Regions from separate parts of the Sus scrofa genome. Here regions 2 and 3 are each linked to region 1. A link is a contact called in public Hi-C data. All regions are on one chromosome and are shown on one strand. The core of a region is the stretch at or near the end of the contact, and the rest is flanking DNA. Distances in the headings are between cores, read along the strand shown. Region 1 holds the start of ZNF593 (zinc finger protein 593). Region 2 holds the start of CD52 (CD52 molecule). Region 3 holds the start of STMN1 (stathmin 1).

What was found. Hi-C and Micro-C count contacts between places; a contact is called where the count stands out from the background.
Region 2: a Hi-C map of embryonic fibroblasts shows a contact between it and region 1, with 2.9 times the contacts expected there. The contact joins the promoter of CD52 here to the promoter of ZNF593 in region 1. A contact is called at or near these places in 2 of 5 promoter capture datasets (fetal liver and skeletal muscle), 5 of 47 Hi-C or Micro-C datasets (blood, embryonic fibroblasts, fetal skeletal muscle and 2 more) and 1 of 2 datasets of contacts at active chromatin or transcription factors (alveolar macrophages).
Region 3: a Hi-C map of skeletal muscle shows a contact between it and region 1, with 4 times the contacts expected there. The contact joins the promoter of STMN1 here to the promoter of ZNF593 in region 1. A contact is called at or near these places in 1 of 5 promoter capture datasets (fetal liver) and 10 of 47 Hi-C or Micro-C datasets (alveolar macrophages, brain, embryonic fibroblasts and 6 more).

What each region holds. Positions count from the first base shown.
Region 1 is chr6:83,587,782-83,592,331 of Sscrofa11.1, forward strand. It overlaps ZNF593 (zinc finger protein 593), which reads left to right and starts at 3,059. Exons shown (of 3, transcript XM_021095611.1): 1 at 3,059-3,400; 2 at 3,635-3,697; 3 at 3,781-4,550. The coding sequence starts at 3,201. The coding sequence ends at 3,922.
Region 2 is chr6:83,721,111-83,725,434 of Sscrofa11.1, forward strand. CD52 (CD52 molecule) reads left to right here and starts at 2,652. Exons shown (of 2, transcript NM_001257355.1): 1 at 2,652-2,760; 2 at 4,151-4,324. The coding sequence starts at 2,707. The coding sequence ends at 4,288.
Region 3 is chr6:83,358,233-83,362,213 of Sscrofa11.1, forward strand. STMN1 (stathmin 1) reads right to left here and starts at 2,103. Exons shown (of 4, transcript NM_001009582.1): 1 at 2,071-2,103; 2 at 1,414-1,586. The coding sequence starts at 2,083.

The DNA of each region.
Region 1 (4,550 bases), core at 1,809-4,308:
AATGGAATTCCCATCCCCCCTGCTAGCCCGGTACACACAGACCAGGCACCCAAACCCCACAGAACGAAGCACACACCTAAACCCTTCACACCTTCCAAAAATGCATACAGGTGTACCCCTACGCAAAGCTACCAGTCACTCACGTGACCTGTAGAGTAAATCCCTGCAGACACATACCTGCCCACCCACAGACACATCCCATTCTCACCCCAAAACATGAAGGCAAGGGCCTGCAAGCCGATATAGACACACACCTGTGCCTGAGCATGCCTCCGCATGGCTACACCTCTTCGCCTGTACATGCATATATGCACTGTGAGGCACCGACACAAGGACACTTCCACAGTTATACCATTCACACCTGTGTACTCACAACTGCAGACAGCTGCACAGAGGCCCACCCACAGCACCAAAAACTGCTCCACCCATCCCCAGACCCCAAGACACAGATATGCACTCACATAGACTGTACAGCCATAATACCTGCAAATGCCTGTATGCCTCCATAGACTTCTGCCCCAAATGTAAACACCTGAAAATACCTGTACCCAGCTGACACCTGCACATACACTTTAATGGAACTCCACCCAGACGCCAACCCTAAGACTGACCTGCAGATCTTCTACACAGGGCCAGCCCCAGACACCAACCTGTCTAGATGTACACTTAGTCACACTCACATCCACACACACCAGATGACCCCAGAACTAGTTCCTGCCTCTGCCATATGTATTTGAGCAATTGCCACTTATCACAGCCTCCAGAGGTAAGACTGTTTTGGAGCCTTTTCAATTTTTCTTTTTCTTTTTATGGCGGCATATGGAAGTTCCCAGGCTAGGGGTCAAATGGGAGCTGAAGCTGCCGGCCTATGCCACAGCCACAGCAACACAGGATCCGAGCCGAGACTTTGACCTACACCACAGCTCGAGGCAACACCAGATCCTTAACCCATTGAGCAAGGCCAGGGATCAAACCCACGTCCCCATGGATACCAGTCAGGTTCTTAACCCGCTGAACCACAAGGGGAACTCTGAATTTTTTTTTTTTTAATGCCGAGACAAACATGGTCGAAGTATGGTTCTGACCTGATGCTGCCACAGTGACCCGCGGTGTAATAACACCACTTCCCCCAGTTCCTGTACTGTGGGCTCGCTTCCTCTCAAGGCAGGTCATCCCGCTTCTGCTCAGTGCTGCCCATTAGAAAGTTGTGTCAAGCTGAGTGTATCCATGTGGCAGCCCGTAGGTTCCAAAAGGATCCATTCCATGTGGTAGCCTTTGAGATCTTTGTAGACAGCGACCACTCTGCCCCTCAAATCTCCCTCGGTTTTCTGGAGTGTCCTGGCTTTCTGACACTGCACTATGCTGCATCATCCCTGAATTGCTAGTGGCTCCTGCACAAATCTCACTCTCCCAGAGCCTGTCCCTTGCCCTTCTTTGCACCTTTCACTCATGCTGCCCCTCTGCCCGTGCCCCATCTAGCACACAGGACAATACCCACCTCCTCTGCCAGGTCCTCCTCAGATTCGCCACTCAGGGTCTGTAGCACTTTGGATTTGTAGGTCTTCCAAAAGGCCTGGTTCATGGCTGCAGGGGAAGCGGGCCTGGCACCCAGGCACGGGAAGGTGGTGGCTCAGTGGGTACCCAGTGGGTCTGGCTCCAGGAACTTGGTGAGGCTGAGAACCTGTCCCAGGGATCAGGTGACCTCATTAAAGATGCACCAGCCTCCCCAGATGGCACAGTGCCCAGCAGATGAACCTGATCCAAAGGAGTCCGTGATGAGAGCCAGATTCTGCCACCTCACCCCTTGTCTTAGCCCATATTGGCCAGGAATGATGAAAACTTCTCTCTCCACAGAAGCCTCCTTCCTGGGCCTAGGAGTTCTTGAATTTGATCATTTGGAATGGCTCCAGAAAAGTCCTCTTCCATTCATGAAGTCCATTTACAAAGTCCTTGGGCTCAGGACCCACTGTGGTGCCCCGATGACTGCAGCCCTACAAGCTGCGCCCTTAATAGGGCCCTGCCCTATACCTACACTCAGCCTCTGTGAACCGGAATGGGAGGTCCCAAGGCCCATGGTCAGTGCCCTGGGCTTACATTTCACTGCTTTGTCTGGGCTGGAAAATGATTCCTCTCCCCAGGGATGCACGTGCCTCTCTCCCTGTTTCCTGGCTACAGGTTCCAAAGAACTGGAGCCCCTGAATTATTGCTGAGTTCCTCTGGTCAACCTGGAAGGCACCAGGTTCTGATGCGAGGGGAAAGGCTCTCTGGCTCTATTCCCACTCTGAGTACACAACACCTAGGTTGTACCTCTCTCTGCCTTTGATGCCAGGCCAAGCATCAAAAGATGAGAAAGTAGTCAAAGATGAGAGGTCCTTCTGTGAGGACCTCCTTTCCTTGTGAGAGGATCTGACCCCTCTTAAGACTAACAGGATGCCTTCCATGAGAACACGGGTTCAAGCCCTGGCCTCGCTCATTGGGTTAAGGATCCTGCATTGCCGTGAGCTGTGGTGTAAGTCACAGACTCAGCTCAGATCCCGCATGGCTGTGGCTCTGGCATAGGCCGGCAGCTACTGCTCCAATTAGACCCCTCGCCTGGGAACCTCCATATGCCGTGGGTGCGGCCGTAAACACACACACACACAACTCACAGGATAGGAAAAACCGGGGACAGGTGAGAAGTGCCGAGGCTTTCTCAGGAACCTGAGATGTCTCAGCAAGTCCTGCGAGGGCCGCGATCCCAAACGTATTCATTTTCATTCATTTATTAATTCATTAACATCACATTGTTCAGTGCTTCCAGGGAGATGTAGCATGCCCCCCCACCCCCATCCCAACGCGGAGTCTAAGATCTGGGAGCCTGGAAGAGGTGATGGGGCCAGAGGACGGCACTGAGATAGGATGGGCCAGGCGGGGCGGGTAGGGCAGCGGACCACCCTGAAGCCCCCAGGGCACGCACCACCCGCCCCTCCAGCGACCTAAGAGGACGCGCTTCCCGGAGCCCCGCCCCGAGTTCGGTCACTGACGTCGAGGGCCTCCTGAGGGCGCTCAAGGGCGCTGCTCGCGCGAGTGACGTCATCAGAGGCGGTCCGCCGGAGCCTGCTCAGTCCCCGGCGTCACATGGCGTCACTGCACAGTCCGGAAGTGCCCACACGTGTCCTCCCAACTCGGCTCTAGGCCCGTTGGTCCCGCTGTTACCAGCAATGGGTCGCTCTCGCCGAACCGGCGCACACCGAGCGCACTCCCTGGCCCGCCAGATGAAGGCGAAGCGGCGGCGGCCGGACCTCGATGAGATTCACCGCGAGCTGCGGCCCCAGGTTGCCACAAGGACCCGACCAGACCCCGGCGCCGAGCCCGACCCCGACCTGCCAGGGGGCGGCCTGCATCGCTGTCTGGCCTGCGCGTGAGTCCCGGCCGGCTGCGGCCTGAGGAGGAGAAGGGTCGGCCTTTCGGGCTGGGGGTGTTGAGATCCGGGCCCTAGGGAACGCAGGGTTTTCTTTCCTGGGATTCATGGGTCTGCTGGCCTCCCATCCCTTCAAGCCTGGAGCCTAGCATCGGGAAATGAGCTAGGGTCAGGGAGATAGGTGTACCTGAGAGGCATCACCTTCTCACTTCTCCTTACCCCCCATCCCTACAGGAGATACTTCATCGATTCTGCCAACCTGAAGACCCACTTCCGATCCAAAGACCACAAGAAAAGGTATAAGAAGAGAATTAATGGATGGGTGTCGGGCAGGCGGGACTCGAATCTGGTCAGCTCTCAGTTCCTGTTCTTTTTCCCAGGTTGAAGCAGCTGAGTGTGGAGCCCTACAGTCAGGAAGAGGCAGAGAGGGCAGCGGGTATGGGTTCCTATGTACCTCCCCAGCGGCTGGCAGTGCCCACAGAAGTATCCACTGATGTCCCTGAGATGGACACATCTACTTGACAGATCCTGAGAATTCAAGGCAGAAGAGTTGCCCATGGACAGTGATGCAAGGGCCAGTCTGGGAGAGACTGTACCAGTCTGTTTTGGCCCGGGGTTTGGGGAGTGGATGGCCTCTTCCCAGTGCCCTCCCTCCCAATAAAATAACTGGATAAAGGGGGCTTGCCCCTGACTCTAACCCCCAGGCCACTACTCCAAACTCATGTCCTGTAAGTTTCTCTACTACTCCTGTGCATGGGACCCAGGCTGCTTGGGCTTTATCCACCTTTGGTACCTGTATCCTTACCTTCCCTCTGGGATCCTGGCATCTGAGCCGAAACCCCCCATTGGAGCCTAGGTGTGTGGGCTGGGTAAGATCAGGTTTATAACAACCCTGCTTCTAATGAGGGCAGGGAGTGATCCCCAGAAAAGAAGTAGGCTCCCAAGATTATAGCTGTCGCTGAGTTACATACCCCCCCAGGGCCCAGGTGGAGGCTGCCCGCTTCATCATGGGGCCTGTGGCGGCCGTCGCTGCCCCACCATCTTCCAGACTGCATAGCAAGAGCCGCCCAGCCCGAGGACAGCCAGCAGTGCAGCCACAATCCCAGCCAGTGGACTCCGGGGCTCTGCCTTCAGCTCCCCGGCTATCTGC
Region 2 (4,324 bases), core at 1,402-3,901, 130 kb after region 1:
TTCAGAAGTCAGGTTTGGAGAAAGAGTTCACTGGGACAATGAAATCAAAAGATAGACCAGGTTCTATCTATAGCTCTGCCATTCACCTGCCTTTTGGGGGCCTCAGTTTTCCCATCTGTAAAATGGGGGTCTAAGCTCTTTAAGCTTTGTGACCAGAGTCCTGTCTATGTAGATGGTGTCAAAACAGAATGAAACTGCTCAGAGGGCAGGAGAGGAAAAGGCTTGAAGCCCCACTTCTCTCAGGTACCGAGACTCCAGCATCCCTCCTGGTCCTGAGGACCCAAAAAACCCTTCCAGCACCCACCAGGTCCCCACCGCCATTGTGAGCTCAAACCACAGCAGAGGCTCAAGATGTGGACATGAAATTTCTGGAGTTTGTAATAATATTTTTGCAAATATGAGCCTGGCATTTAAGTATCCTTACAGAAATGCACAGCATGGAGAAAGGACAACTCAGCTGGCCACAGGGTTCATCCCGTCCAGCTGCCTCTTCCTAAGAGAGGACTGCCCAGTGTGATGGAGCTGATTTTCAGCAGAGTGATTTCCTTCTTTTTTTTTTTTTTTTTTTTTTTTTTGCTTTTTAGGGCCGCACCCACGGCATATGGAAGTTCCCAGGCTAGGGGTCCAATGGGAACTATAGCTGCCAGCCTACACCACAGTCACAGCAATGCAGGATCTGAGTCAAGTCTGCAACCTACACCACAGCTCATGGCAACGCCAGATCCTTAACCCACTGAGTGAGGCCAGTGATGGAACCCACATCCTTGTGGATCCTAGTCGGGTTCGTTAACCGCTGAGCCACAACAGGAACTCCAGCAGAGCCGTCTTGGACTTAGGGGCCTCCCGTCTCCTGGGCCAGTGCCCTTCTGGCATCTGCTGCTTTGCTTCCTAGACTCTCATGAGCCCCCAGAATCAACCACCCCTCCAGGTGCACCAAAGGCAGCAAAGACTTGAACAGAATGTCAGGGGGGGCCTCTGGTGAAGGAGCTGGCAAGTGTGGCAGTGAGAGGCTTCCCCACCTCCTTCCCTTCGTGCCCGGGGGTGGGGGTGTGGGTGTTGGGGCACAAGATCCCTGCCCCTTCCTCTCCACTTCCTGGCTTTCTCTTACCAGCCTTGATTCTCAGTTCTTTTTTCTTTGTTTCTTTTTGGCCAGTGGCCCCTCTAGGGCCCACTCAGGTTTTTCTGAGGCTTGCAACACAAAGCCCAAAACCACAGGAGGGAAGTGAGAGTGGGATTTCTTTCACTACCTGGCATGCAAATGAGACGCAGAATAAAAGAGGGAAGGGAGAGTGGGTGAGGCGGGAGCTGGGCTGCAAAGCCAAGCCCTGGCTCTTCTGGGAGTGAGGGGGACAGGGAACCAAGACAATCAATGACTTCTAGGGCACCCTGGACATTACACACCTGGGTGCAGCTTCAGGCAGACCTGGATTCAAGTTCATGTCTGACTTTTATTACCTTGGACAAGTCACTTAATGTCCAAGCTTCAGTTTCCTCATCAGGACAATGGGGATGCTTATAAAATCCACTGCAGAGCCCCACCAAGAAAATACAGTGAGAAGATGTGTAAAGAATGGGGCTTTGTGATTCACCTCATCCCCCAGGCCTGGGCAGCTGGGACTTCACAGCCACCCCCACCCCAAATCCCTTCCAGGCAGTGTAGTCACCTTCTGCTTCCACCACTAGCACTCCTCCCACCCATCCAAGATGGAAACACACCACGTATCTGCTATTTGCTTGATCCAAATCACAGATGCCAAGTCTTAATAAACTCTGGAAATAATCCACTTCAGTCTTCTCATTGACCTGAGACCCATGAGGCCTGGAGGGAATGGGCTGACCCAGAGGCGAGGGCTTCCTAATGCAGTGCTTCTAGATTTTCACAAGAAATCCACCCCCACCCGGCAAATGTTAATGTTCCCCAAGCCTTCATTCTGTCTTTTGTCTTTTTTGTTGTTGTTGTTGTTGTTGTTGCTATTTCTTGGGCCGCTCCCGCGGCATATGGAGGTTCCCAGGCTAGGGGTTGAATCGGAGCTGTAGCCACCGGCCTACACCAGAACCACAGCAACGCGGATCCGAACCGCGTCTGCAACCTACACCACAGCTCACGGTAACGCTGGATCGTTAACCCACCGAGCAAGGCCAGGGATGGAACCCGAAACCTCATGGTTCCTAGTCGGATTCGTTAACCACTGCGCCACGACGGGAACTCCCCACTTCATCTCTACAACCTTTTTAATTATTACTAGCTTTTTCACTATCTCTCCATCTCCTTTTAATTATACTATATTTAATTCTCTGGCAGCTCCTTTGTTAAAGGCTCAGAGAGGTACAGTTTCTGGCCCAGGGTCTCAGAGTTCAGGGGATTAAACCAAGAGTCAGTCCCCACCGTGCATGACTCCAAGCCCAGGGCCCTCTTTACTGCCCCCCCCCCCCAATTTGCCCAAATCTCATCCCCAGGATCTGCCTCAGTGCCTTTCCAGAACCCATCCTCTGCCAGGGCTGTAGAACCCAGCTCCCGGTATCCTCAACCTCAAGGTCTGTAAAGCAGCAGCACCCCCACCCACACCCCGAAGGCCCTCCTTCCTCTCCACCCCGCCTCCCGGCCTCCTCCTCACTCATAAGCAGCCAAGCCAAGAGGGGCCTGCACACAGCCCTGCGTTCATCGCCAAAAGCTGCTACCAAGAGAGCCACCGCAAGCCTCCAAAGATGAAAGGCTTCCTCTTCCTCCTATTCACCATCAGCCTCCTGGTTATGATTCAGGTAAGAGCAGCTCCTCGGAGTCCTTGGCACCACTGCCCAGGAGTCCCCAGACCTGAGGCCATGCAGGTTCCCGGCACCCAGCCTTCTCCCATGGGAGCAGAGGCTCCAGCAGGGGGCCTGGCTCCCAACCTTCCAGCCCTTCTGGTTGAGGTCAGACTGTTTGAGGGCTGCCCCTGAGCCGACTGCCTCCTGTACCCGAGGCTGGGGAGCACTTACAAGGCACAATGAGGCACCCAAGCGTGTTGTGGAGTAATAGTCAACTGAGAGGCTTGGGAAGACGGCCCTGAGTAAGGATGGCATCAACCCACAGGGAAGCTGGGGAAACGGTCCTGTTGGGAGGGGACCAGAAAATGTTCACAGGGAGTCTGATCCAGTTTGGAGGTGGCAGGGAACCCCCCAGGAGAGGAGCCCAGGTGTTCAGCAACGCTAAGAAGATAGAAATCTCCTGCTCCAGAAACAGCTAGACTCTTGAGACCAACTGCTATTCTAGGAGGCAGCTTTGGCAGCATCTCACATGCTAGTCAGTATAGGAGATGGGAGCCATCAAGTTCTCGATCAAGAACAGCTTGATCAAGCATCAAGAACAGCTTGATCACCACCAAAAACAGCTCAGTCTCCATCCAGGGCAGCTTTAGGTGCAGCTTGATCAAGCATTGAGAACAGCCTGATCACCATCTGGCCATTTCCTCAGGGGAAGAAGTCACCCCCCTCACCCACCCACTGGCACTGTCTCATGTGACCCTCGTGACTGGAGTGGGCTCTTCTCCCCATTGACAAGATGAGGAAGCTGAGGCTCAGAGCGGCTAAGCCCCTGGTTGGGCTAAGGTCAAGGGCTGGGGCCACAGACTCCCCTCTCTCCTACCTGCTGGAGGAGCTGGTGGCCTGATAGACATGAAAGGAAGGTTCCATGGGAGGCGGACCAGGGACCGCCTCTGACCCTGCCCATGCCAAGGCAGGAAGCAGCCAACGGTCCCAACAGGACCTTGTGAAAGAAGTCGTGGTCATAGGGACAAGGGAACTGAGGACTGTAGTACTGGGGTGGGGGACACTGTGTCTCTAAACAAACATGAGAAGTTCCTGTTGTGGCTCAGCGGAAACGAATCTGACTAGAAACCATGAAGACATGGGTTCGATCCCTGGCCTCGCTCAGTGGGTAAGGGATCTGGCGTTGATGTGAGCTGTGGTGATGGGACTTGCAGATGTGACTTGAATCTGGCTTTGCTGTGGCTGTGGTGGAGGCCAACAGCTGCAGGTCTGATTTGACCCCTAGCCTGGGAACCTCCATATGCTGTGGGTGCAGCCCTAAAAGACAAAAACAAAAACCAATCAACCAAACAAACCCCATGCAATTCAAAAGCCTCCTGAGCTTGCTCCACTTCTCCTCTTGCAGATACAAACTGGAGTCTTGGGAAACCGAACCACCACCAAGAAACCCAAGGGTGGAGCCCCAGCCCTCAGCGGCCTGGGCAGCGGCGGCATCCTTCTCTTTTTGACCAATGTCCTCATCCAGCTCTTCCACCTCAGCTGAGGTGACCTGGCCCAGCCCTAGCCCTGTGCCCCTGAG
Region 3 (3,981 bases), core at 853-3,352, 230 kb before region 1:
AAAAGTATCTGTCCAGCCTTCGGCTGCATCTCTTCCATGAACTCAAACTATGTGAATTTCATCATCAAACTCCACCAACTCACACTAAACAGCAGAGCAGGTAGGAGATGAAGCACCACTCCAAACAGCCTCTTCCTGGGGAAGTAATTCAGTGCTGACAGTGGGTCAGCGCACATACATAAAACATGTGGCACTGAAAGATGCACAGTACGTGCTACAGCAGCTTAAAAAGGGACCCAAATGTGTGTGTGTGGTTTAAATGTACCAGACTTCAAAGCACTAGCTGTGTTGGTAGCAGGCAGGTTACTACTCCTTCATCCCACTAATTTAAAAATTAAACCACTTACTTCAATCAGGGTTATTGGAAGGGGGGACTAAATGAAAATTTATGTAAAGTTCTTAATGAATAGAATAACACTAAATAGAGGGAAATACACCAAAAGGTTAACAACAGTTATTTCTGTGAAGGAGGATAATGAATACTTTTAATTTCCTATTTATAAACTTCTGTGGTTCTCAATTTTTCTATAACAAGCACATTAACGTTTGCTGACTTTTCCGATCAGTGTTTAGATGGCTACTTTATAACAGAGGTGCTTAGAAAAGAGAAGAGCTAGCAGTTCCCATTGTGCTTAGCGGGTAACGAACCCGACTAGCATCCATGAGGATGCGGGTTCAATGCCTGGCCTCGCTCAGGGAGTTAAGGATCCGGCTGTGAGCTGTGGTATAGGTCGCAGACACGGCTCAGATCCCACATTGCTGTGGCTGTGGCGTAGGCTGGCAGCTGTAGCTCCAATTCAACCCCTAGCGTGGGAAATTCCATATGCCACGAGTTCGGCCCTAAAAAAAAAAAAAAAAGGAAAAGAGCTGTCACGATATCAGTGAGCCAGCTGAGCAACACAATCACATTACTAGCAATTTAAAATGTTTTTATTGTCCAGGTCTCAAAAGACAAAACAAAATAAAAAACCACACACACACACGAACCCAAAAAACATATCAAAACCCCAAAACATAGAGACAAAAAGAAAAAAAGAATCTTCCACCAACAAATCTATTTTTCAAAGAGAAAGCATGAGAAGCATGAACTTTGGTTTCAGACAGACCTGGGTGTGAATTCTGGCTCCGACACTCACTAGCTATATGACTTGGGAAAATGACTTACATTCCCAAGACCATTTTCTAATCTGGTCTTTCAGAGCACACCTACTCTCCAGCGTCACTGCAGAAAAGGAGGACAATGAGAGTACAGGAGAGGGTACGTGTAACAGGAGCCCAGTAAATGATAACTGGTATTTATTCCTCCCACTGGCATATCTAGCCACAATTCTGTTTTCCTCTTGTTATGGAAATAAAACAGATTTGCCACATTACATTAAAAAAATACCCTGCTTTCTGTGAACTGATGTTTACCTTGCGTCTTTCTTCTGCAGCTTCTAATTTCTTCTGAATTTCCTCCAGGGAAAGATCCTTCTTCTTTGGAGGGGAAAGGGGGAATTCTGGGACGGATTCTTTTGATCGAGGGCTGAGAATCAGCTCAAAAGCCTGGCCTGAGGCACGCTTCTCCAGCTCCTTCACCTGGATATCTGGATTTTATGATTTTTATATCATATTTATAACACACTCAGAAAAATAGTTTTCCTGTTCTAATAGGCTGTTCTATTTTCTAAAAACCAAATCAATTTACTGAACAGAATTAGGGCTGATGAAGCAGCTGTGTTTATTGGAAGAAATTATCTAAACACCTCCCAGAAAAACAAAGCTCAACATTTTTGGGCTAATAAACACCATTCTGAGACATCAGTATTTGACAATCATTTTCTCAAACAAAAAAAAGTTGTGCAGAACTCCACATTATGCTTTAGGCCAAGTCAAATCATCTAATAATGAAACAATTAATTATGAGCTGTCAGTACATTCAAGTGACAATAATTTTTTCTTCTTTATAAAACAGATTTCTTAGTAAGACCACAACACTAGTGCCAAATTAAAGGCATAAGACCTGAGCCATCTCCTATTCTCAAATTAGAAGCCCGTGGCAAATTCAGCTTTTTCAAATAGATTACCTACCAGAAGAAGCCATGGTGAATAGAAGACAAGAGACTGGCAGTGTATTCTACACAATCCACTGGCAAGGAAAACCCTGAAAATGATTTTCAAAAGCACGCAATCAAATTTTTTGCATTTCTATGTCATGAATTCAAAGGGACTTCAAATCATATCCATACAAATTAAGGCCAGAAAAATTACTACTGTGAAATTAAATAAGACATCATTAGCCAGAAAATTTTATCTATAAAATACTCAAACACTGGGAAACCTGAATTGAATAGAATGCTGGTTGCAGAAGATCAAGTTAACTGAGCTTGCCTGTACAAAACACACTTCGATTCTTAAAACTAGACAAGGTTTAAATCACAAGATTTTTCTTCCCCTAATAAACTCTAAACTTTCCTCCCTGGCGAGAAGATATTCCAGATTCAACTCAACAGTGAGACCGGAGCCATCTTAACACTGCCTACAACTCATTGTGCAAATGGAACACCCACCCCTGCTTTGTCTGTGTCTGCCATGGTGTAAAACAAAACGCCCAAGCTAATATTAACCAATAATGTCGAACGCCTATTGTTCCTGCGGTTTAAGCTCCTCGTCCTACAGCGGGTAACACTAATTTTATGAACCTCAAGGTTTTAGATTACAATATTTGATGGTTTGTGTAGAATTTTCTCATGAAAAATTCTACATCCCTTCATTTTTTTTTAGGTCATGAATCTTGTAAACCCCAAGCTAGTACCAAAAACGTAGGAATACAGGTTCTCAGCAGCTGGAATTTAAAATCCGAAGCAGCGAAACGATCTAACCCCGGCGGAGCATTAGACTCAACATCAACCCCAGGATGGGCGTGGCCCTGGTCCAGGAGAGGAAAAGCGGCCAGCCGCCCCCGGCCAATCAAAGCACACCCTGCACACCAGCCCCTGGCCCCGCCCCCTTCCTCCCCGCGCCTTTTCGAATCTCCCCGAACTCACAACACCCGAGCCCGCGCGCGTGGGAAGGGGAGGGATGGGCGGGGCTAACGGTCCTATCCGGGTAACTCCGCCCTTCCCGGGCTCGCCCTGCGCAGACGCCCCCCTTCCCTACTCCCGCCAAAAACACCTTGAGGTGGCCCCCATCCCGGGTGCAGCTCGGCGGGTGGAGCAGTCCCCGGGAAAAGGCAGTGGGGTAGTCCTGCCGTCGGCTCGCCGCCTCTTTCCTTTGCTTCCAACCAACCTGCCGCCACCCAAGCTGTCTGCGCCCCCCGCCGCGAGAATGGAGAGCTCTCGTGGGGTGTCACCCTCTTGGAACAGCCCCACAGTCAGTCGGCGAGGGCGCGGCCCTGGTCGCCCAGAGTCTGGCCCTAAGGCCGCTGCTCCCTGGGGGCGCCGCCCCGCCCCCTTCAGACAATGGGGACCCCAGCGGGGCTGCACCTGCAAGGCGAGAGCCTACGCCCCCTATTGTCTTCTAGATGGTACCCTGGGGCTAACGCTAGGGGCTCGTTCAGCTGGCCGCGCCCCTTCCCCACGACAGCCGCGCCCCCAGGGAGCGGGGACAAAGCCGAGGCTCCGCCCGAGCCACACACAAAGCGCTACGACCCCCGCCCGCCAGACCCTCCGGGGCTCACGGCCCCGCCCGCCGCCCTCCAGCAGGGGGCCGCTGCCAAGGCCCGGCCCCTCCCGCCGGCCGCCACCCTCTCGCAGCCCGCAGCCCGCCACCGCCTCCTGCTAGAGCCCTGCACCCACCTGCTCGGTCCGAGCCGCCTGGCCACACTCTGAGCACCAACAGACCCGGGCGCGCACAAAAGCGCCAAGCAGCGGCACGTGACCTCCTCGCAGGGATCAGCATTGGCTGAAAGCGGCAGCACGTGCCGGCCCCTCCCCCCACAGCCCTTGGTGGGCCCCGCCTCTGGAGACCCCGGAGCACCTCGGGAAGTGTAGTTCAGGCTGG